Regions from separate parts of the Mus musculus genome. Here regions 2, 3, 4, 5, 6 and 7 are each linked to region 1. Evidence: chromatin contacts called from public HiChIP or PLAC-seq and promoter capture Hi-C data. All regions are on one chromosome and are shown on one strand. Each heading gives the region's core, a stretch centred on a gene start, on an enhancer-like site or on the middle of the called end of the contact. The rest is flanking DNA. Distances are from core to core; before and after follow the strand shown. Region 1 holds the start of Fam20b (family with sequence similarity 20, member B). Region 2 overlaps Fam163a (family with sequence similarity 163, member A). Region 3 has its middle 6.8 kb from the start of Sec16b. Region 4 holds the start of Qsox1 (quiescin Q6 sulfhydryl oxidase 1). Region 5 overlaps Sec16b (SEC16 homolog B (S. cerevisiae)). Region 6 holds the start of Rasal2 (RAS protein activator like 2). Region 7 holds the start of Cryzl2 (crystallin zeta like 2).

Region 1 (2,729 bases), core at 103-2,602:
GATATATGCCTGCCTCTGCCTCAGGAATGGTGGGATTAAAGGGGACGACTAATCCCCCCTCCCCCTCCCTCACCCCCACCCCACACTGTTCTCCTGTGATAAGTATTTTCTAATGTGAACCCGCATCTTGTTTTCAGGTAACAGTTCTGGGACACAAAACCCAACATCTTCACAAACTTTAAGAAAGTTATTAATTTAATACAATAATTTTAAATTTGCCCTAAATTGATTTAGAGCCTATGCAAATAATTTAGCATCTTTAATGCCTGAACCTGTTTCTCAGGACGATAACATGCACAAGTGCTTTCAGCTTGCTCACCCGGCTTGCATAAATTCAGGGAATGGCAAGCACATTGAGCTCAATGTGAAATTACAACCCAAGCAATGTAGGCATGGTTAATTATTGACAATCTTGACTTTCCGGATTCTCGGTTGTATTATAAAGCCGTAGACCTCAATCGTGAAAAGATCGCATTATTTCTTTCTTCCAACGTGAGCTATCAAATCTCCGGAGGGAACCTGGCTGAGTAGAGATGACCCTCACACCTGGCCCTAGATCCAAGTGACAGTGTTAAACATATCCTTTTCCCAAATTGTAAACGCCTTACCCATCCTACTGGAGACATAAGTCTTTAAACGAAGTAATTGTATAAGGACCATCCACGCCCTGTTGTTCCCCCCCCCCTTTTCTTCGTTTTTATCAGGAGCCTGACAGATCACTGACTCCAGATTAAAAAGAATGTCTTATCAGACTCCACAATCAAGGACACAGCTTGACAACGTTCGCATTCATCTTCAAGGCAACGTCTGGGCTCGCTCTTAATCGCCGGGCCATCACACCCGGAAATGAAACCGCCAGCGCAGCCCACTCTGCACAGTCTCATCCTAAGTTGTGCCCCTTGGCGCTCTGAGCGCACGACCGCAGGACACCGCTGCCCTCTCCGGCCCAGGGCCTGCAGGTCACTCGCGCTCCCCGACCACCAAGCGGGCCCCGTAGGGGCTCAGCGAGAGCGCGCTCCTCGGCCACCAGGAGGGCGGCGTAGGGACCGAGCTAGAGCGCGCTGCCCGCCGGGCCGCCGACACCGGCTTCGTGTGACAGAAGGGCGACACCAGGGCCAGGAGCCTCTGGGGACCGTCCTTAGCAGCGAGCACCGGTCACCGCAAGGACTCCCGATCGCCCGCAGCCCCGCATCCGGCCCCTGAGGGAGGTGCCCCGCCCCCCGCCGCCCGCGCTTTCCCTCCCTCCCTCCCTCCTTCCCGTCGTTCCCGGGCGAGGGGTCGCGCGCCCTCTCCAACCGCGCCACTCACCTGGCGGGCCTCAGGCTCGCTCCATAGCCGCCCGCGCGGTGCGGTGAGGCGCGGCCCCGGCCGCCCCCGCCGCCTCCGGGGAGGGGCAGCCCCACGCCGCACTCACCGCCCCGGGCCGCCGCCGCCACCACTGCGGCTCCCGCCCACCGCCGGCCCGGCCATTCCCCGGTCGCCGCTCCCCGCGGAGCCGGCCGCTCCACACCCACCCCCGCCTCCGCGCTGCCTGGCTGTTGGTACGGTCCTAGCGGAACGCCCTCCCTGCAGCCAATCCCAGTGCGCACCCGGCGCAGCTCCGCCCCCGTTGCGGGTAGGCGGGACTACCGGGCAGCTCCGGACCGCCCCCTTTAACCCTTTCACCCTCATTCCTGCAGCGCTGGGCTCCGCAGACACCGTCGGCGGATTTCTCCAAGCCTGTTTACATAAACTAGCTTCTGGCTTCTCTCTTACCTTCACAATTTCTTTCCTGCAGTCATCTAGGTGAAGTCCTATTCTGAAGAGATAATTTCTTCTTTCTTTCGCTCTGCCTTGACTTCTCCTTGGAGATTCTGCCCCAAAGTGCCCTTCCCTGACCAAAAGAGGCCAGACTTCCCACCTTGGAAATCGCTCCAGCTTTGGCCCAGAGCAGAGCTCCCCTACTGTACCTTTTCAGTAGCTCTTAACAAAATCCTGTTTATTTTATTATAATAGCTTTTTTTTTTTTAATGTTTGTGCCTTGCAATGGACTGTAAGCCCTAAGAGGGCAAATCCAGCGCGACTTGGTTTCCAGTGCCCTGCACTCACCCACTAGGCTCCTGAAGAGTCAATGAGCTGCTCCTCCCCTTAACGTGTGTCCACTCCACACACAGTAGCTACTGTATAATGCATACGTTTATTCACCATATAGACAGCTTCCATGTAGTCTGTTTGACCCTAAAATATTATGGTGTACGTTCTACATTGGATATGATTTGTGCGGGGGGGGGGGGAGTTTGGGGACTAAGCAGGAATTTCTTTCAAGAGGGAAAGAAACGATCTCTCTCTCTCTCCCTCTCTCTCTCCCTCCCTCCCACCCCCCACTGTATGCCACTGGGCATGTCATGTAGTGCCTCTGAGTATAAGGCTCCTTGGGAAATGGAAGTTAAACACAGTACCTACTTGACAGGATTGTGGTGAGATTTAAATAGTAAATGTGTGGAGAAAATACAATTATTGTGTGAAGTTAGTTTAATGTGTGTGTGTGTGTGTGTAGCACTTTCGATCAGGACACCCAGAGAAACTATTGGACTTGACACCCTACCCCAGAAGACTTAGTGAGGGAAAGCAGCTTTAATCACTGCTGGAAGCACTCATCACTGCAAGGCGTACAAAGGGCAGCGTAGACAGCCCTGTGTCAGCTTTTACTGGATAGAGTTGAAAAGGGTTGAGGCCATTATCCGACAATG
Region 2 (3,033 bases), core at 289-2,788, 630 kb before region 1:
GTCAAGAATCAAGTGGGAACTGGCCTTCTGTGCTCCTACTGAATTTGGAGTGAGATTAAAGCATATGAATAGAACTCAGAAGACCACAGAGTATTCAGGCAGGTTCCCTATTCTGGCCATGTGCTGAATGGACAGTGGAAATACAAGGTGTCTGTCTCAGGATCCAGCCCCACACTCCACACACACATAAGGGGAATCAGTTATTTGGTGAAGAGCTAGAGAGGAAATCTCTTTGGCAAAGCCATTGCTGAGCTGTGAAGGCCTCCTTCCCACCCACTAGCGAGAAGAGCTGTGGCTGATCCACTGCTCTACCCAATAGTTAGTGAGCCAATCCCAATGGGTGGGTGGCTCCCAGATACCCAGGGGCTAAGCAAAGAGTTACCAAGAGGCCCCTGGAAAGAGCGTGCTGCATGGGGCTTTGCTCAAGAACAAGGTCTTGAGATTCCTTTTAAAGTATAGTCAGCGAAGACATCTCTCCAGCTCCCCTCTAATCAAAACAAAACATCACAACAATCCCCACAAATCACACCTCAGCCCAATCCAGCTGCTTTTTATCTTATTTCCAAAAGACAGTTGCTGGTGTTCTTATAAACTGTAGAGTGCCAGTCATAAGTCATAACCAGCCTGCTCCCATGACTTTCAGTGTAGAAATATGAGTCACAGACATGCAAAGACTCTTTTTTGTTTTTGTTTTTGTTTTTCGAGACAGGGTTTCTCTGTGTAGCCCTGGCTGTCCTGGAACTCACTCTGTAGACCAGGCTGGCCTTGAACTTAGAAATCCGCCTGCCTCTGCCTCCCAAGTGCTGGAATTAAAGGAGTGTGCCACCACGCCTGGTTTGCAAAGACTCTTAAAAGAGCTGGCCCCCAACATCTTATTTAACAGGGAGAAGCCAAGTTCAGAGAGGATGAGTAACTTGCTCGACCACACAGCAGGGTCGAGACAGATGCATCTGGAGAGGCACTGGGTGTGGAGCCTCTGGTCCTGCTGTCTGTCCTTCCAGAAGGGCTATACAAATTTCACCAGGAGCCGAGGTGTCCCCTGGAGTGTACTTTCTTGAAGCAGGTTTGTAGTAACAATCAACCAAGTTACAGGTTAAGAGGCAGAGACCGCCCAAACCTCCCAGAGCCACACCCACAGTGGGCGGAGTCTGTATTGTACCAGGCTTAGATCTTGCCATCTTGCCGTCTGGCCCTTTGGGGAAGTGATACAGGAATGGAGGTCTTTGGGAGGTTTCAGTCTGGAGGCAGCAGGGGTGGGGTGGGAAGCATGTAGGAGGGGTGACCTTGTAGAATCAGTGACATCATCTGGTACCCACGTCAAGGCTGGTTCTGGGTTCGGTGCCCTTCGGGCCGAATACATTAGTAGTCCTGAGGTGGGAATTCAGAGCACATCAGCCTGGAAGGTGGAGCATAGATGGGGAAGGACACTAAAAGCCACTCTCCATTAAACTAGAGATCTCTGCTCTCTCAAAGGGACCGCCCTGCCATCAGTAACCCCAAAGGGTCACCTCATTCACTTCCTGGGCGACTAAAGATGCAGAAGGCAGGCTGCAGCTGGCACCAACGTATGTGATTAATGGCCTCTGCCCCTGCTCCACCCTGTTAGGAGCACAAATTAATTGAGTGGGGGCTAAGCACCAGCTGATGTCAATTTCTTCTGATGCAATTAAGCCTTCGCCAGTCATTTATTAACTGGTGAAATTGACACAGCAGGTTAGCAGCTGGAGGAGAGGGACTGTTGTTTCCTTGTAAACTGTCTAGGACAGCAAGCCTCAGGCCAGGCTGGTGAGAGAGGGAGGCTGAGGCAGGGTGGGGGTGGGGCTGAAGCTCAAGCATCTGTTGTTTCTGTGCCCACTGATGAGCCCTGACTCTCAGATGAGGGTCTGAAGAGTTGCTTTTGCCCCAGATAAGTAACCTCAGGCTCCCAGAGACGTGTGCTGTTGGAAAAAACAACACCTGCAGAGCATTAAGAAGAGTCAAAGCCATGACATAAAAGGGGGTCTCTATCATGTCACCTTGGCCTTGGTGTGTCCTAAGACCCTGCAGGTCCTTGTGCCGAGACATTCAAGCACAGCCCACGATAGGCAACTTCAACACTACCAGAAAAAGAACAGGGGGCAGAATCCATGATTCTAAATACGGTCAAGAAGACAGTGAAGGGTAACCATTATAACTCCACCCCTTGTCACCCAAACACATAATTTTAAATCCTAGGCCCCTAAAGCCTCATTTTCATCTCATAATGAAAATGCATTTCACCCACCTTTAAAAGCCCTCAAAGGCTTTAGACAGTTTTGACACTGTTTAAAAGTTCAAAGTCACTTCTGAAATGCAAAGCTGTCTTGTTTTTATTTCTGCAAGTGTGTGTGTGTGTGTGTGTGTGTGTGTGTGTGTGTATGTGTGTGTGTGTGTGTGTGCGTGCATATAAGATTGCATATGTGAGCCAGGAGGAGAGAGAGAGACAGGAGGAGGGTAAGAGAAGACATCCTGGGAGAACACACCTGAAGCCCAAAGAACAAGATCAAACATGTCTAAAAGGCCCCGTTCCTGGTGCAAACTGTCCAACAGCATCCACTGAGCTGTGCTCTTCACAGGGGGTGCTCTCCCACATCCTGCAGTGCGGCCTCCCCTCTCTCCCCACTAGCCTTCCTGACTTGATTGCATCCCTCTGAGAACATCCCTGCCGCAGTTACCAGATGGATAAGCTTCCCTTTCTGAACCTCACCTAGTGTTCTTGCCTGTTAACTGTCGGCCCCCACATCAAGGGAGTCTTTTAAAAAACGATACCCTTATTTTAAATCAAAGTTTCACCTCCAATTCTTGACAGATAGTTTGATGGTTTGAAAGAAATGGGCCCCCAGGGGCTCTCCCATGTTTGGATGTTTGGTCCCCAGTTGACAGAGTTGCTAGGGACAGACTTTTAGGTTCTAAAAGCCCATGTTATTGCTAGTTAATTCTCCCTCTCCCTCCCCCCTCCCCTCCCCTCCCTCTCCCCCTCCCCCCTCTCTCTGTAGATCAGGATGTAAGTGCTCA
Region 3 (3,117 bases), core at 613-3,112, 800 kb after region 1:
TCAAGTGGCTTGACATCCTGCTCCAGTCGCATCAATTTTCAGTTTTCTTTGGAACTTTGATACTCTCCACAAAGATTTAAAGATGGGAAATTTGATGAATAAGGCTGGGGCTGTGTGATTTGGAGAAGGAAAGGCTGCTGAGCTGCATGGTGGGTATCCCCTGTCTTAAAACGACTGAGATGGGATTCTAAGGCGCACGCATGCATGTGTGCATGTGTGTGTGTGTTATCCCTTAGGAAGGACATCTGAGCTTTAGAATATTGGTGTATACTACTATGAGGTCCCTGAGGACCTCCTTTCCTCAGAGAAGAAATACCACGTGTTCCAGGAAAACCAAAACTTTCAGACTCTCCAAACATGGTTAGTGAGTTGGTGCAGTGCAGTGGCTGGGTGCTCCGGGTCTTATATAATACAGAATTTTATCCAGCAGTAGAGAGCTCAGAAAGCTTTAGGTCTGTAAATGAAAGAACTGTATATCAGCAGGGGCCTTGGCTTGAGCTTTCCTGGCACGGTCATGGCTTCACCTGCAGGCCTGGAATCCTTCCAGAGGCTCTTTCCAGCTCATTGGCTCTGAGTGCTTGAATGTCTGCTCTTGTTCAGAATATGTCTCTCAGACTTCCCCACTGCGTGGCGAGGAATGACTCAGTGTGGGGGTGCAGAATATGTGTCTGTTTATCTGTCTCATAGCCAATGTGGAAAATTTTTTTGACATCTCATGCTTGTCTTCAAAAAAAAAAAAATGACTGCAAATTTGAACTTCCCTTCAGAATGTTTGTGCTGATGTTAAATTAAAATTCTATTGAAAATAGCTTATAAAAGAAAGAAAATCATGCTTCATGATCATCCTGTGGCATCCTGCCCTGTTCCTGGAGCAACCAGCCTCCTGTGCGGGAAGCACTGGACCACACTTCTTAAAGTTGTGAATGCTGATGTTCTCACCTTAATCCATTGGCGTTTTCCCCTGTGTAGTCAAGTGATACTGTTTCTCCATTTCCTCTAAGTCCTGGGTCAATGCAGGCACTGCATTGAGTGTCAAGGAGGATTTGTTGATTTCACAGCAGTAATAAATATTCAAGTCTCTTCCTGGTGATGTGTGTAGAATACTTTGTGGGTGCATTTTCTCGTACATCTAGAGAAGTAGCAATTATTAACACCTATGGAGCATTTACTATATTTAAATTATTTGTAAGTTTTAGATATGATTTTTTTTATCTTCATCATAATTCTGTAAGGTAGGGTTCTGTGATCATCTCTGCAGATGAAGAAATGTTATGATATGGATGTTACTAACAGGTTTATATAGTGAACAGATGGTAGAACAGGGTCTCCTGTTCAGACAGTTATTCCAGGACTGAGGTGTGCTTCTCTTCTGAGGCGTTGACAGCCATTGATCTGCAGCAGAGAGAATACCCTGAGAACGCTAAAGACTTTTATTTCCCGTAGCTGCTGTGTGAGTCTTCTTTGCCCCTTGGCACTTGACATGGGGCCTAAAGTCACAGACACAACCCTCTATGGGTGCACTCATCCTGACTCTGAGAGTACCAGTTAAATGGGAGGCCGAGTGGCTGAGAAGTAGGACCCCTCTGCCAGCCCAGGGCTGCCAAGGAAGCTTGGAGTCCTTCTTGAATGATGGGGTGTCTCTTTAGTTATCGGTTGCAGTTCAGGATGCAGGAAGAACAGGTCTGTGGGAGGCCAGACAAATGGCAACAAAAGGAATCCATTGTCAAGATTATCTATAGGGCACTATGGTCTAGTGGCCTATAGATTGTGCCAACTTCTATTTCTAAGCCTTCAGGAAGTCCCAGGGCCGGTACTGGTGACTTAGATTATCTGTGCCAGGCTAATTGACTTTGGCACAGGCACCCCTTTTTTTCTGGCACCCCACATCTCTATAATTGGAACTCTTGGCCAGAGCATACTTCTGTGTCTTTCCTGTTACCCAGCTTCATCCAAAGGAAGGCTGAGGACTTTGTTGATCAATAACTGGTTAAGGCTATAAAGATAGCTGACCTGTAAGATTGGCTTTAGGGGCCCTGCACTCTTTGATTAATTCTTAGTGTCACTAGAAAGAGACACAGTACCCCAGATACTGCTGGGGAAATAAAAAAACACGTAAGGAAACTATCCAGTCTCCCCCACCTGGACTGAGTTTTAAAAATTATTGAAATTTAATGTTTTTCTTTCACTCTTTTTTGGAATGTGTCTTTCAGTTATAGCTAGTGACCCTGGCTTAACAAGACTTTTTTTTAAACAATTTTTTATTAGATATTTTCTTTATTTACATTTCAAATGCTATTTAACAAGACTTATACATAATGTGGGCCCATCTTTGCTCCTTTGTGCCTATGAGACACCATCTACTCACTCTTTGGCCAAATTCCTTCAGTCACAGCCTCAACATTCTTTTACTGTTTTCGAGTTTCTGTCTAAAAGTGTAATCCTATATTTGTTGTGCAAACGGTTGGATGGAATCATGGTGAAGCTATCGCTGCTCTGCATTTGAGATGTTTATAAAGAAAACATAACTGAGCTGGTACTACATGCCAGGCACAGGGTATGGAATAAGCACAGAGAGCCCATGCCCTTATGGAGGCTAAAGCTAGAGCCTCCGTCTAATATTGGGATATTTCCAGTCCGCTTTCTATTTGAAGATGTGTTCCTAGTTGTAGCACACCCCCCCCCCCCGTTATGTTTTCCACCCTGGCCATTTTAAACTTTCTGGTGTCTCTCAAGTCCCTTCCCAGATGCTTATTCGAGAGGCAATTAGTAGAACTAGTCAATCGGCTTCGGGAAGTTTTCCTTCTTGGGTCCCATGTGTATAAACTCACGTGTGGTCTTTGCCTTCTTTATTCCTCTCTCAGAGGAATGTATCTCTTCCCTTAGTGAGGTTCAGACGTGGGGTCCCCTATCCTGGGTTCTACATGTCTGGTCTGAGATTCCTCCCTTCAGCTTCTCTTCAGTGTCTAGGTTCCTCCACTTGACCCAGCACATTCATATATGTCGCCTTGTTCACTCTAAACTGATTCTTTAAACCTGAATGCCAGCCGTACACCCAGCCCTGTTCCACCCATTTAGCCCCGGAGAAAGAACTGCTTGCTTGTTGTCTCTTTTGTCTTG
Region 4 (3,079 bases), core at 509-3,008, 910 kb before region 1:
CCCAGACAGCCAGGGCTACACAGAGAAATCCTGTCTTGAAGAAAAAAAAAAATTTTTTTTTTTTTTGAAAACTACACACCATTCCATGAGACCACTTCAGTAAGCACTTTGCCAGCCGCTCAGGGGAGGGGGAGATGAAGTCCAAGATGACCTTGGACAAAGGCGCTCTTTACACCCATCTGAGCTTGTGGAGAACCATCAACTACACAGGAGAGGGGCTGAGGGGCTAGTTTTCCTGTCTCTAGAACGCCTGGCCCTAACTAAGACACAGTTTTCTCATCCAACTATTACTTCGGGTTAAGAGCTCTGCTAGTCCCCTGCCTGGCACCACAAACTAGGAAACACACTCATCAGAGAAGTGACAAAGTCAGGAACCAGTCCCCACAACCATGCCACTCCTGCTCCCCACCCCTCCCCTTACCCACCCCCAGCACCCTTGACTTGAGTTAGAAAGATGTGTGTATAGCAGGGAATCTTTAAGCTGTAGAGAGGAAATTCTGTCGTGTCCACAGTACAGAGTCTACTATTTAAGCACTTGGTCTATAATAATTACCATTATTATGTTCCCTCATCTGCAAGTCTTAATTTTTCAATATTTTAACATTCCTATAATACAGCACACTTTAAAAATCCCTATACGTTTGGTGGTTTTCTTATCCTGCTACCCCTTAGGCTGTAATTAAATGAAGAGTGGGTCCCGTAATTGGCATTTTAGAATGGAGGAATAGCCAGACCAGTGACTGGAGCATGGAGCACGGGCCAATCACACACCACAGGCATACATATAGTTTAGTCTCATGGGCTTAAAGGCTAAGGTCTAAGCGAGTCCAGACCCAAGGAGAAGAGAAATAAGAATGTGGCCTGGAAGCTAAGGTGCTAGAGGTAGCAGGTCAAGAGAAGCCTGGACTGGACAGGCAAAGAGGAAAACCACCCGATGAAGACAGACATCTACCTCATAGGTAAGGATGAGAAAGGAAATGTGTATACCAACTATGTAACTTGCCACGGGGGGTGGAGAAAAGTGGTGGGGGCGGTAGAATGAATGCCAACTCTCTATCCAGCACTGTTCCACCTCGACTACTAGGGAAGTTGGCAAGAAGGGATCCCTGGATGAGGAAGGAGGCTGCTACAAAGCTGGATTGGAGAAAGGCTCAGAGAAGAGCACAGGGAACAAGAAAACCCTCTCGAAGGATAGAGACAAAGACTTGTCAGAGGAAGACGCAGGAGCAGAGGACTGAGGGGACGCGGCCAGGGAGAACTTAAAGGCTATGGATTGGGGGAGGGGAGGGACTGCGATGGACCAAGGAAGCCGCGAGGGAGGGGACGAGCTAGCGGGACGGTTGGCAGGACCTGCCGGTGGGTCGGGGAAGGCCTCCACTTCTCACCTTTCACGTCGTTAGCAAGCTCCTTCCACGTCGGGGCGAAGGCGATGCAGTGGCCACACCAGGAGGCGAAGAACTCCACCGCCCAGGCGCTGCTGGAGCCGAGCACAGTGGGACGCACCGAATCAGCATCCAGCAGCGTCAGCGGGTCAGAGGACGAGTAGAGCACTGAGAGCCGGGCCGCGTAAGCGCCGGGCCCCGAGAAGAGCAGAGGCGAGAGCAGCAGCAGTAGTAGCAGCAGCGATGGCGGCCCCGAGAGGCGGCCGCACCTCCTCATCCTAGGCGGCTTGAATGTCCACCTCCTTCAAGTTTGTGACTAGTCAGTATCCGGAGCCTGCCGCGCACCAACAGCCTCCGCCCCGGAGGAGGAGGAGGAGCTAAGAGGCTCCGCCCCGAGGCGGGGCCGACTCCCGGGACCGCCCCTGCGAGCGTGTGAGCTGCCAGAGCCGGGGTCCCGGTGCTGGTGGGCGCTCCGCGGTTCCCATCCCCCGGCGAGCCAGACCTCCGAGCTGGGTCCGGAAACGAGTGCCGCCCGGGACCTCAGGCCGCACTCGAGGTCGTTGAGGGGGCCGGGGCAACGTTTGGCCGCTCTCGGCCCCCGTATCCTACGGAAGCGGAGTCCGTTGGCATAGTCGTTACAGATTTATCTTGTTCCTGGAAAGTTCCAGGGGGCTCCTTCTCGCAGTTTTCACATTGGGAATTCGAAGTAGGTGGGAGAAAAGAGCCAGGAGGTAGGACATTGTGATTGTCAAGGCCCACAGGAGCCAGAAGCACGCACGCCTCCGGAGGCCCCACCGTCTAGGGAGCTATTGCTGGAGGGCTTCCTACGAGGGGACAGGACGCCCTCTCCCACAGTTGGCTGGGCTCTGCTGCCTTGGAGTCAAGGTTTCTTTGGCATTGACATCCCTCCACCCTTTGTTGGGTTGATTCCTTCAGGTTGGACTCCCTCCCCACAGCTCAGATGCTATATTGCCCTCAGCCTACTCAGCCTCATGCTCCTATGTTCTCTCAAGTATCCGGATCAACTAAGCTTGTGTCCACAAGTAAGAAAGTGATAGTGAATTTTCCTATGGCCACCTTTTGTACCTCGGGTGCCTTGTGAGATATCTTGAAGTGAATAGGTCATCCTCAGAATTGTCACACTGGCCTTTTTCTTTTGTATCTCTGGATTAGTTAGCCCTCTCTGTGACCCCTTGGCCTAGCCCTTAAGGTGTGTTACTCCTTTCCTTCATAAGAAACTGAGTAACGTCTCTGTGCCAGTCATGCACCAGATATTAAGAATGAGGTGATAAAAGACTGAGGGGTGTGGAACTTACAATGGGGACAGATGGTATGCAAGTGAATGTAGGTTGACTGATGACAAATATCAAGGGGAGCTATGGTTATAATAGGAGGTGGTCAGGGACAGGGACATCTGATATTTGAAGGGACCGACCGAGTCAGTAATACCGCTGAAGACCAAATACAGGTTTGTAATCTTAAAAAATAACAAACCAAAGGGCATGGTGGGGCATGTCTAAAGCCTCAGATACTCTGTAGGCTGGGATGGAACAATATGAATGCCAGGCCAACTTGGGCTACATAGTGTCTCAAAAATAAAAACAACCAAATTATTATATAAATTTCTTATCCTTTTATCTAGATCTTTCTGATAATCTGAAAACCAGTTTCTTTTTTCTGGAGTTCTTGAATTCCCC
Region 5 (2,966 bases), core at 307-2,806, 820 kb after region 1:
GCTTGGCTGCAGAGGCTGCTTGTCCTCTGACCGTGGCTGAGAATCCGAGATGAGTGCGTTATCATTTGGACCATTTGCACTATAATCTGACGTATTCTTAGAGGGTTAAGTCAGACTAGAGCATGACTTTTTCTAACCAAGTATCTCACCTAGCATCTCATCCTGGCCCAGGTAGAATGGGAACAGTAGTGTATCAACTAAAAAGCACTGAAAATAAACCTAACGATGTCCACCATGTGTCTGTTGGCCAGATGACACCTCAGCGACAGTTCCAAAGGCACCTATGAGGTTCTATGTTCCCCATGTGTCTGTGAGCTTTGGGCCAGGAGGCCAGCTAGTGTGTGTCCCCCCCAACTCTCCTGCTGATGGACAAACGGCCCTCGTTGAAGTGCACAGCATGGAGGTAATCATTATCTTGGGTTCCAGGGATGCAAGTACTCGGCTCAATTCAATGGCTCGCTCAGGCTCTCACTTTGCTTGAGGCCGGGCATCTCCAGGAGGGGGAACTGAGTCACATGTGCCTTAGATTGTGAGCAAGAATGGGTGGGCTTTTCTCTAAAAGAAGTGATGCTAGATTTACATTTTCCCTGAGATGCTAGTGACTCATCTTTCAACAAGTATAACTGTCTCCACAAGGCATTGAGCCACACCACAAGACCATAGCCCTGGATATGAGACTGGATTCAGCTGGTGGGGACTGGCTGGAAGAATCTTGGTGACCTAATTTTATTTTCTACTCCAGGTTTTACTTAATGATTTTGAGGATCAGGAGGAGATGAGAGCTTTCCCAGGGCCCCTTATTAGGTAAAGTACTGTAAGTGTTGTTAAGGGTGTGTGTGTGTGTGTGTGTGTGTGTGTGTGTGTGATATGCACACATGTGTGAAGGCGTACACATGCATACATATGTGGAAGCCAGAGGAAGACATCTGTTGTTTTCTTCTTTCTCTCCCTCATCTTCTTTTGTTCTCTTAGTTTTTGAGAGAGGATCTCTCACTGAACCTGAAGCTTGCCATTTTGGCTAAGCTGTCTGACCACTGAGCTCCCAGTATATGCCTGTCTCTGTCCCCCAAACTCTGGCATTACAGGAACACATTGTCCATGCCTGGCTTTTATGGGGGTGTTTGGAATTTGATCTCATGTTCTCTTGCTTTCAGAGCAACTTCTCTGACCCCACTAAGTTATGTCACCAACTCCTAAATAAAGGCTTTTGAAAGCTGAGGACTCTTCCTGGCCAGGTCTTGGTTGTCAGGGAAGAAAATGTCTATTTTATTTGAACCAGATTTTTCTATGCCAGTAGGTAGAAAAAGAGATGACCTGAGTGATTTTAGCAAGCTGTTTCATATTTGAAGAGGAGAAAGAGAAGTAAGCTTAACAAGTTAGACCTTTAAAAACAGTTCCATTTCATAGAGGTTAGCTGGTAGGAAGCTTCAGTGTTCCAAGGACTTGATAGAGATTAGTGGGGAAATGGAGCACGGCCTGGAGAAACGTTCTTAAAACGGCTTTTTCTTGAGCTGATTTTTCCAGCTCCCTGCCATTGTGAACGTCTGCCCTCTGCAGGAATAAAGTAGAACTGCTGTAGCATTTTCAGCCACATTTCATCGGGTTTTAGCTGTGATGAGTCCTGGGTGGGTGGGTGTCAGAGGACCAGCATGCCAGGTAGCCTACTAAGTACTGGCTTATCAGCCATCTTTAAGTTTTTCCCTTGAGAAATGATATAGCACTCACTCTGCCTACTCCAAAGGCCGTGAAACTCTATTCATATGAAGGCCAGTGAATGTCGCTACTTCTTTGTACATGTAATCTGAAGCTAGCTCACAAGCACACGCTCACACATGTATGTGGGTACAAATGTAGAGGTCAGAGGAAAATCTCAAGGGTCATTCCTTAAGTACCTAACCCTTTTCCCCCTATGTCTTACAGGTTTGCAAAAAACTAAGTTGTGTATTAAATAGTATGAATGTTCTTGAACATTTAACAAGCACTTACTTGATGGATGCCATACAGTTTGCTTACCCCCTTTTTTAATGCAGGCAGTTGTTTTTAAAGTCCCGTCCTAAGTTAAGGATGGCACTGAGGCTCAGAGCAAGTGAGATGTTTACATAATCCAGACATGGACCCAGTCTTGTCTGACTTGAAACAGAACCCTTCTGAGAAGTCATTTAAGGTCTTTGGGTTTACTCTCCTCATTTAAAAGATGGAAGGATGCACAAGAGAATCTCTGAAACTCCTCCCTGTTCTACAGGAAAAAAACCCCCAAAACCCCAAAAAACCAAAAAACAAACGATCTTGCGATTCCAGACTTCCAGTCCTGGGCTCTCACCCTTCTGCCATGTTAGCGAGTTCATTGTACAGAGTCTGTACAGGGAGAGTCAGTCTGCTCAGGCCTTGCTTCCTGAATCGTCCCACAGGGAGGACATACACAAGGTGGATATCATGACGTTTTGTCAGCAGAAAGCAACGCAGTGTCTCAAATCTGAGACACCAGGGAGCAGAGACTCAGCTCTACTTTGGCAACTGCTGGTTCTCCTTTGTCGACAGAATGGGGTAAGTCACTGCTTTGATATAGGGGGCAGATGGAAGCTGGGCTGAAGTTGTTGTCTTTGTGGGAGTTGGTATATAGCACAGTTAGAAAAAGCAGTCTTTATGTAGCACTGTTGCCCAGAGGGAGAGTGTAGCTCCGGTTCTAACACTGGTGTGCCAATGCTAACCTTTTCCTGGAGAGTGCCCCCTGCTGGCTGGGGTTTGTTGTACAATCCCTGGATTACTGCACCAGCCAGTGGAATTGTGAGTGGTTCCAATAAGCACTGTGGCTGCGGACAGGCAGAGAGTAACCACGATAGTGAAGCTGATGTTTGAAATTCAACCATTCATAAAAGATCTCCAGTGTATTTGCACGACTGCCTCAGGAACAAGTCAGAGACCCTGCTGTCTTCCTTCTTCAGCCTGGGCCCAACCTGGGGACTGGT
Region 6 (3,032 bases), core at 414-2,913, 690 kb after region 1:
TTTGGAAAGCCACAGCTAACCCATGCATACAGCATGTTTAACGTTGCCACAGCCTTTCCTGAATAGAAAATCATCATTCAGGTTTAATTTAAAAGATGGTTACTCGGAATGCAGAAAGGGAAAGTTTCTTTAGTGTGTTCATCACTTTAAACCTGCTGAGTGACAACCGGGTAGCTTAACCACGAAAACCAGAAACAGCAGTGCAATCTGAAACAACCTACACACTCAGGACAAGCAGAGAGTACGGTTCAAGGAAAAGCTGTCGGTAAATCTACTGCTACCAAACACTTGAACTGGGGCTGGTGCAAGGGCTACGGCTAGGGCTGGGTGTCTCTCCCATCTCTGCCCCCCACCCACAACCCCTCGATTTTGTTTTGTTTTGTTTTTCATTCATTAGCTCATCTTCTACTAAGCTTTTTCATATCTTTCTCTCAACACTTGCTTCACACAACAGGAAGGAAATGAAATCCCATTCACTTGGTTTTGTGCCTTGTTCCATTCTACCTTCCTGAGGACTCAGCAGCAAGTGCCTTTAATTAATCACCTAAGAATTACGTCCAGATAGCTCAACTCTATAAACTTACTGTGGATATCTAAAGAGGTCCAAAGGAGCCTACTGAGTCACATAACCAGGCGCTATATATTGGATAAACTTGTCAAAAAGCATTTTCTGCAACAACAACAACAACAACCAAAAAAAGATGTGGACAGCTGACCTAGGATAGATGGGGGACTAAGAATGCATCGGAGCCCAAGGAAAGATGAGAAACGCCAGCCTCTGAGGCAGACGACTTGTGATCCTTACCGAACACCCGGACCCAGCTCTGCTGCTGGCACACTGACTCCAGAAGGATCCGATCCAGCATGCCACCGGCCACTGCTCCGCTGACTGGGACGACCGCGTCCAGATCCTCCGGGGGCAGCGGCGAGTCGGACTCCAGCCCCGTGAACATCTCCGGCCACGACAGCGCCTCCGCGGCTCCTCCGGACGACGGAGACAGCTCCATGGTGTCCCAGAGGGAGCAGGCGGCGGCGGCGGGGCGGGCTTCCCGGCTGCGGGAAAGGGACGACGGCGCGGCCACCAGCACCCGAACGGCTGCGGGCGCGGACACCGCTCACCTCCTTCCCCGCCGCCCACCGCCCGAAGGCCGGGCGCCGCAGCCCACCTGCAAGCGGAGGGTGGGACCCGGGCCGGGAGGCGGGTCCAGCGTGGTCCGGAGCGGAGGCGGGTCCCGGCTCAGGTGCGGGTCCGGAGCGGACGCGGAGCACCCGGGAGCGCGGGCTCACCTCCCGCCCCCACGCAGCCCTGCTCAACCCCCGCGGGCGCGTTCGCGGGCCGCCCGGGCTTGGGCTGAGGATGGAGCTCGGCCAGGCAGGGCTGGGCTCGGGGGCGTCGCCGCCAGGGGCCGCCCCCTCTGACCGGCTCCCGCCGCCGTCGCCTCGGGGGCTCAAAGCGCCGGCTCCCTCAGCCTGAGGGGCGCGCCCCGGCCCAGCTTCTGTCCGCCTGGCGTCGGCTTGCTCCCGCGGAACGCGCAGGCCGGCCCGCTAACTCTCAGGCCGCCGCTCCGGCCGCTGCTTGGGCTCCTCCGGCTCGCGCTCCTCTGAGAAACCCACAAGCCCGGCAGCCGCGGCGCTGGCGGCGGCGGCAGGCGGCATCCCAGGGTGATAGGCCGAAGCAATCGAGTGCCGAGCTCACGGCCGCGTGTGCAATCCAGTAACCGAGCGGAGGAGGAACTGCCGCCGAAGACAGCAAAAATCGGGCACCGAAATACTCAGCGGGCCAGGCCCGCCTACTTTCCTAAGACTATCCTGCTCCGACCGCCTCTCGGTGCGGGGATCCTCGAGCTGCTGGTGGAAGCAGAGACGGTGTTGGGGAGGCGGAGAGAAAACGGGGTGCGGGAAATTTAAAAAGATGGGAAAGGCGCTTCCCTTTTATCTTAGCCCCTATCCTGTTGATTTCTGGACCAATGCTTCTTTCTCGGACGAAGAACATGAAGACGCTGCTTTATCTAACAGTCACCTCGGAAGAAACGCCATGGTTCCTCCACAAGGGAGATCTGGCCCCGCGTCTTGGATCCTGAGATCTGTGCGAGATCCCGGCTTTGCGCCCTGTCCGCCCTGGAGCTGGATTTATCATCAGTTTAGAATAGCATGGCTACGATGTGTGGTGCGGATGGATGGACGAGCCCCGCAAGTACATGAAATGCCCCAAAGCCCCAGCATTAACCAAACAAGCTTCTCTTTTTTGCCTTTGATCTTTGCAATCTGTTGGCTTCTCTTCTAACAGTGTCACTTGGGTTTTATTTTTGGTCTATGTGTAAACTGTCTTCCTCCTTAACATTGGCTTCGTTTTGTGCCCACCCAAAGCGGGATTCACCAATCCAGATTTCAGAGATTTTAGGCATAAGTAAATAAATAAATAAATAAATAAATAAATAATAGTAATAATAATAATTTCGGGTAGAAATTTACCAATTTAAATTATGTTGACAAATCAGGTTTTTCAACAATTTATGAACATGGCTACTTCAAACCAATCAGGAATTTTTCATAATTAGATGATGCTAAAAAATATTTGGGGGAGGGTTTTTGTTGTGTCCCAGCCCACCCCAGCCCTCATTTCTCTCTACTTTGACCTTCTATAAGAGGTCAATCTAATTTTCTAGGTTTTAGGAATTCTCATGTGTTTTTGTGTTTTATGGGAGTTATAGCATGCATTTTATAATTTTCTCCCAAATTTTACATAGAGTAATAGCATGTTAAAACAAGAAGTGACTTTAAAGATCCTCTCACCCTTCCTCTTGTTTAACAGGTGCAGACAGGACAGTCCACATCACCTGCCAAAGCAGCCAGCAATGCAACAGGTACGTCTTACAAGCTCTCAGTGATACTGATTTCTTCAACTCTGATCCTTCAAGAACTCTGTGATTAGATTTGTTAATCTGGTGCTTAGCAATGAAGTAGAGTAATCCCTCCCGGTATATAGAAGCCCACTTGCTTGCTATCTGACTACAGTCAGCTCTCCAATTTTA
Region 7 (2,960 bases), core at 171-2,670, 740 kb after region 1:
GGTGGCCAAAGAGGTGGTAGAACTGGATTTCAACCTGTGGCCTATACCCTCTGGCCAGATGTCTTCCAAAGATGCCATGCTGTCGTTAAATCTATTTATCCAATGATATAGTCTTCCATTCTTTCCAGCATAGCATGTACCTCACATACATTGCTGGCGTATAGTCACTTGCTGTTTTAAATAGGTCAGATAGATCTACATCTAATACTAACGTGTGTGTGTGTGTGTGTGTGTGTACATACATGTACATGGTTCATGTGTAAGGTCAGCATTTGGAGGTTAAAGGACAATTTTTGGGAGTAGGGTCTCTCTTTCTACCATGTGACGTCTGGGGGTTGAATTTAGCTTATCAACCTTGATAGCAAGCACCCTTACCCACTCAGTTATCTTGCCAATGCCAAAGCAATTTTATATACTATTTCATATAGACAGTAGTATTATTTTTGGTTCTTCTAGGGCATACCTGTGCCCCTAAGGCTTATGTCATCACTGAATCACATTTACCAAGGGGTAAACCTTTGGAGCATGAGAGTCATTAAGTTTTGGGCTGACTTTTTATTTATTTTTTTACTAACTAATATTTTAAGACAGGGTTTCTCTATGTAGTCCTGGCTGGCCAGGAACTGGCTATGTAGACTAAGTTGGCCTCAAATTTACCAAGATTTACCTATCTTTGCCTTCTGAGTGATGGGATTAAAGGCATGTGTCATCATGTTAATTTATTTTTATTTTTATCGGAGACAGGTCTTACAATGTAGCTCTGGCTGATTCGAATGTTCAGTTTTCTTGTCTCTGTCTCCTGGGCCCTGGGATTACAGGCGTGTGCCCAGCTGGCTTGTCTTTAATTGGATATTCTCTTTGGATTTGTTCAGGATCAGTTAACACCAGACTATTGGTAACAGTTTAGTTTTTTTTATCATAATTAGTCCTGTGTGAGAAAATTAGTGGCAAGAACTCTAGCAGTTCAAATGTAGACATCAAAGGATTCACCTGTGCATTTTGGACTTCTTTCTTAGAAAGAACCCCAGAACTACTACTGAAATGTTACCAAACACAGATTTAATAGTCTTCCAGGCACACCCTGTAGTTCCAGCACTCAGGAAACAAGAGGCAGGAAGATGACATGTTCTAGGCCAGCCTGGTCAACACTGTGAGAGCTACCTAATGAGACCCTGTCTCAAAGACTCTTAATCTGGGGTGATCGAATCATTTCCCTCATGCTTCCTTTTTGTTTTCCAGAACCAGCGAAGAGATCAAGGGTTGCACACACTGTTTGGTCTAACCCTAGAAGTGGTGTGGGGCTGACAGTCCCCTGCACAGACAGACAAGAGCTCCGCCTGCCGGTCAGGTCACCCGGCCAGAGCAGGCACGTCCTGGGACGCCTTTCCGCTCTCCCCAGAGCTCTTCCTGCCACATGCTGGCCACGCCCCTCGCGACTTCAGCTGGCCATGGCAGCAAGGCTGTGTACGCGTTGCCTCCCTCCGGTGTGGCTCTGCAGGTGCAAGCCCAACTCCCCCCCCCCCCGCCCCCCCCCCGGCCCCCTTACAGACCCCAGGGGTACTGCTGAGAAAACCAGCTCCCTTTTCTTTGTTGCAGGCAAGCCTGGCAGGGCCAAGGCCGGCACTACCGAGCTGCACTCTGCACCGAGTTGAAGCAGCCCCTGACCATTCAAGAGGTGGCTCCCCGCCCCGTCGGGCCACAGGAGGTAGGGTGACAAGCTTGACCCCGGGATGCCTCCTTGTATAGTTCAGAGCCTCTGACTTTCTCGGCCCAGCACTCGTGGGCTTCCTGCTTCGGTCAAAATCCTAGTTCCCAAGCGTAGGGGGCGACCAGAGGCTGGAGCGCACCCACTTTAGGTTGGAAGGTCAAGCCCTTTCAAGGTTCACGGAAAGGCTAGAAATGTCAAGGAAGCCCTCCCTCAAATCTCAAGCATAGGCCTCTCAGAGAGCTCCAGAGCCGTTGCCTTAGAAACTGTGTCTGATTTACACAGGACTTTACATAACAATACAGACAAAAGGACCCTTATCCTTTGCTTAGCCCCTCTTCAGGGTCAGTATCAAATTATGTACGGGTCCCCGAACCATTGCCCCCATCCCAATCTATCTCATGAAGAATACAAGCCTGGGCTCCTCTTATGTCCTGCTGTAATTTGGGATGAGATCCTTTTCCTGCCAGGAAATGTGGAAGTCACCTTGGCCTTGCCTGTTGACCACTTTGGTGACAGCGTGTGACACATATGTAGTAGAGAATGACAATTTGAAACAGGGTGGAGTACGCAAGAGTATCTTCATGTTAGGGGTCGCTCATGAGAGGCAGAGATGCAGCTACAGTTGTAAAGGTCACCCAAATGGGGCCTGTGGTTAAAACAGATTATTGGAAGAGAGGGTGATCACAGCCATTCAACTTCCCTCATCTTGAGTCATTCATTTCTGGGATAACACCATGTCATCCAGGCTGGAACTGAACTTACAGTCTTCTTGTGTCAGTCTCCGGAGTGCAGAAATGCCTCCCTACTCTTGGCTAAGTTGTTTTTAAACCAAGGTGGAGTGTCTTGAGGACAGTGGACATGCTATCCACCAGTCAATAAGTACTCCAGTTTTTGGATGCGGAGGCATGGGCTCCCCAGTTTTGCTGTTTGCATTGTAAGGAGCTAGCTTCTGAGAGTGTTTTTATGTTATTTTTCTTTGCCTTTAAATCCCTGGAGTTTGCAACGGGCCCTGGCATGTGGCACATACTTAAAGAACTGAGAAATGAATGATTTTGATAGATAAAGAATGGCTTCTAACCAACCCGCCACCTCTCCAGTAAACGTAAACACGTAGAGCACATTGATCTGGGATTCCAGCTGGCACCTTTTGGGATCCCCACCCTTGTGGGCTGCATTCTCTGATGAGCACCAGAGTTCTCTGGGCCTGTTCAGACAGGTTGCTGAGCCTCTCCTATCTTCCCATGTATGAGTC

The links. Promoter capture Hi-C pulls out the DNA fragments that hold promoters and counts their contacts. HiChIP or PLAC-seq counts read pairs in DNA pulled down with a chosen protein or histone mark.
Region 2: a contact with region 1 is called in an H3K27ac HiChIP or PLAC-seq map of T-cell acute lymphoblastic leukemia, with 6 times the contacts expected there. The contact joins the enhancer-like site here to the promoter of Fam20b in region 1. A contact is called at or near these places in 5 of 39 promoter capture datasets (the 3T3-L1 cell line, hippocampal neurons, liver and 2 more), 1 of 484 Hi-C or Micro-C datasets (liver), 7 of 115 datasets of contacts at active chromatin or transcription factors (the SCID.adh cell line, T-cell acute lymphoblastic leukemia, embryonic forebrain and 4 more) and 2 of 9 other capture datasets (adipose tissue and liver).
Region 3: a promoter capture Hi-C map of liver shows a contact between it and region 1, with 2.5 times the contacts expected there. The contact joins the enhancer-like site here to the promoter of Fam20b in region 1. A contact is called at or near these places in 3 of 39 promoter capture datasets (the 3T3-L1 cell line and liver), 1 of 484 Hi-C or Micro-C datasets (the G1E-ER4 cell line), 1 of 115 datasets of contacts at active chromatin or transcription factors (embryonic forebrain) and 1 of 9 other capture datasets (liver).
Region 4: a promoter capture Hi-C map of pre-B cells shows a contact between it and region 1, with 2.1 times the contacts expected there. The contact joins the promoter of Qsox1 here to the promoter of Fam20b in region 1. A contact is called at or near these places in 1 of 39 promoter capture datasets (pre-B cells), 1 of 484 Hi-C or Micro-C datasets (embryonic stem cells), 1 of 115 datasets of contacts at active chromatin or transcription factors (memory CD8 T cells) and 2 of 9 other capture datasets (adipose tissue and liver).
Region 5: a contact with region 1 is called in a promoter capture Hi-C map of hippocampal neurons, with 4 times the contacts expected there. The contact joins the enhancer-like site here to the promoter of Fam20b in region 1. A contact is called at or near these places in 3 of 39 promoter capture datasets (hippocampal neurons, liver and pre-B cells), 2 of 15 datasets of contacts at CTCF or cohesin (the NIH/3T3 cell line and large pre-B cells), 7 of 484 Hi-C or Micro-C datasets (B cells, cerebellar granule neurons, cerebral cortex and 4 more), 2 of 115 datasets of contacts at active chromatin or transcription factors (embryonic forebrain and forebrain) and 1 of 9 other capture datasets (liver).
Region 6: a contact with region 1 is called in a promoter capture Hi-C map of liver, with 4 times the contacts expected there. The contact joins the promoter of Rasal2 here to the promoter of Fam20b in region 1. A contact is called at or near these places in 15 of 39 promoter capture datasets (the 3T3-L1 cell line, the SN4741 cell line, cranial neural crest and 10 more), 3 of 484 Hi-C or Micro-C datasets (B cells and embryonic stem cells), 4 of 115 datasets of contacts at active chromatin or transcription factors (SST interneurons, embryonic stem cells and large pre-B cells) and 3 of 9 other capture datasets (adipose tissue, liver and pancreatic islet).
Region 7: a contact with region 1 is called in a promoter capture Hi-C map of pre-B cells, with 3 times the contacts expected there. The contact joins the promoter of Cryzl2 here to the promoter of Fam20b in region 1. A contact is called at or near these places in 10 of 39 promoter capture datasets (the C10 cell line, cranial neural crest, embryonic stem cells and 5 more), 5 of 115 datasets of contacts at active chromatin or transcription factors (embryonic forebrain, large pre-B cells, pancreatic cancer cells and 1 more) and 3 of 9 other capture datasets (adipose tissue, embryonic stem cells and liver).

Annotation. Positions count from the first base shown.
Region 1 is chr1:156,717,558-156,720,286 of GRCm38.p6, forward strand. Fam20b (family with sequence similarity 20, member B) reads right to left here and starts at 1,353. Exons shown (of 8, transcript NM_145413.4): 1 at 1,309-1,353.
Region 2 is chr1:156,088,578-156,091,610 of GRCm38.p6, forward strand. The region is part of intron 1 of Fam163a (family with sequence similarity 163, member A); the gene reads right to left. Among named protein-coding and RNA genes, the nearest start is that of Tor1aip1, 54 kb to the left of the region's middle. Within about 2 kb of position 1,539, at least 21 of the 459 cell types and tissues checked have an H3K27ac peak or open chromatin away from gene starts, as enhancers often do. A contact at or near this core is called in T-cell acute lymphoblastic leukemia, where this site is marked.
Region 3 is chr1:157,517,774-157,520,890 of GRCm38.p6, forward strand. It overlaps a transcript of Sec16b not described here. Among named protein-coding and RNA genes, the nearest start is that of Sec16b, 6.8 kb to the right of the region's middle. Within about 2 kb of position 1,863, at least 92 of the 459 cell types and tissues checked have an H3K27ac peak or open chromatin away from gene starts, as enhancers often do. A contact at or near this core is called in the G1E-ER4 cell line and liver, where this site is marked.
Region 4 is chr1:155,811,141-155,814,219 of GRCm38.p6, forward strand. It overlaps Qsox1 (quiescin Q6 sulfhydryl oxidase 1), which reads right to left and starts at 1,759. Exons shown (of 12, transcript NM_001024945.1): 1 at 1,386-1,759. The coding sequence starts at 1,659.
Region 5 is chr1:157,535,110-157,538,075 of GRCm38.p6, forward strand. It overlaps Sec16b (SEC16 homolog B (S. cerevisiae)), which reads left to right. Exons shown (of 26, transcript NM_001159986.1): 7 at 252-403; 8 at 743-804; 9 at 2,409-2,544. Among named protein-coding and RNA genes, the nearest start is that of Sec16b, 10 kb to the left of the region's middle. Within about 2 kb of position 1,557, at least 24 of the 459 cell types and tissues checked have an H3K27ac peak or open chromatin away from gene starts, as enhancers often do. A contact at or near this core is called in hippocampal neurons, where this site is marked.
Region 6 is chr1:157,410,932-157,413,963 of GRCm38.p6, forward strand. It overlaps Rasal2 (RAS protein activator like 2), which reads right to left and starts at 1,664. Exons shown (of 18, transcript NM_177644.5): 1 at 806-1,664. The coding sequence starts at 1,007. It overlaps 2810025M15Rik (RIKEN cDNA 2810025M15 gene), which reads left to right and starts at 1,421. Exons shown (of 3, transcript NR_027984.1): 1 at 1,421-2,194; 2 at 2,813-2,864.
Region 7 is chr1:157,457,148-157,460,107 of GRCm38.p6, forward strand. Cryzl2 (crystallin zeta like 2) reads left to right here and starts at 1,421. Exons shown (of 10, transcript NM_001033284.2): 1 at 1,421-1,498; 2 at 1,597-1,705. The coding sequence starts at 1,449.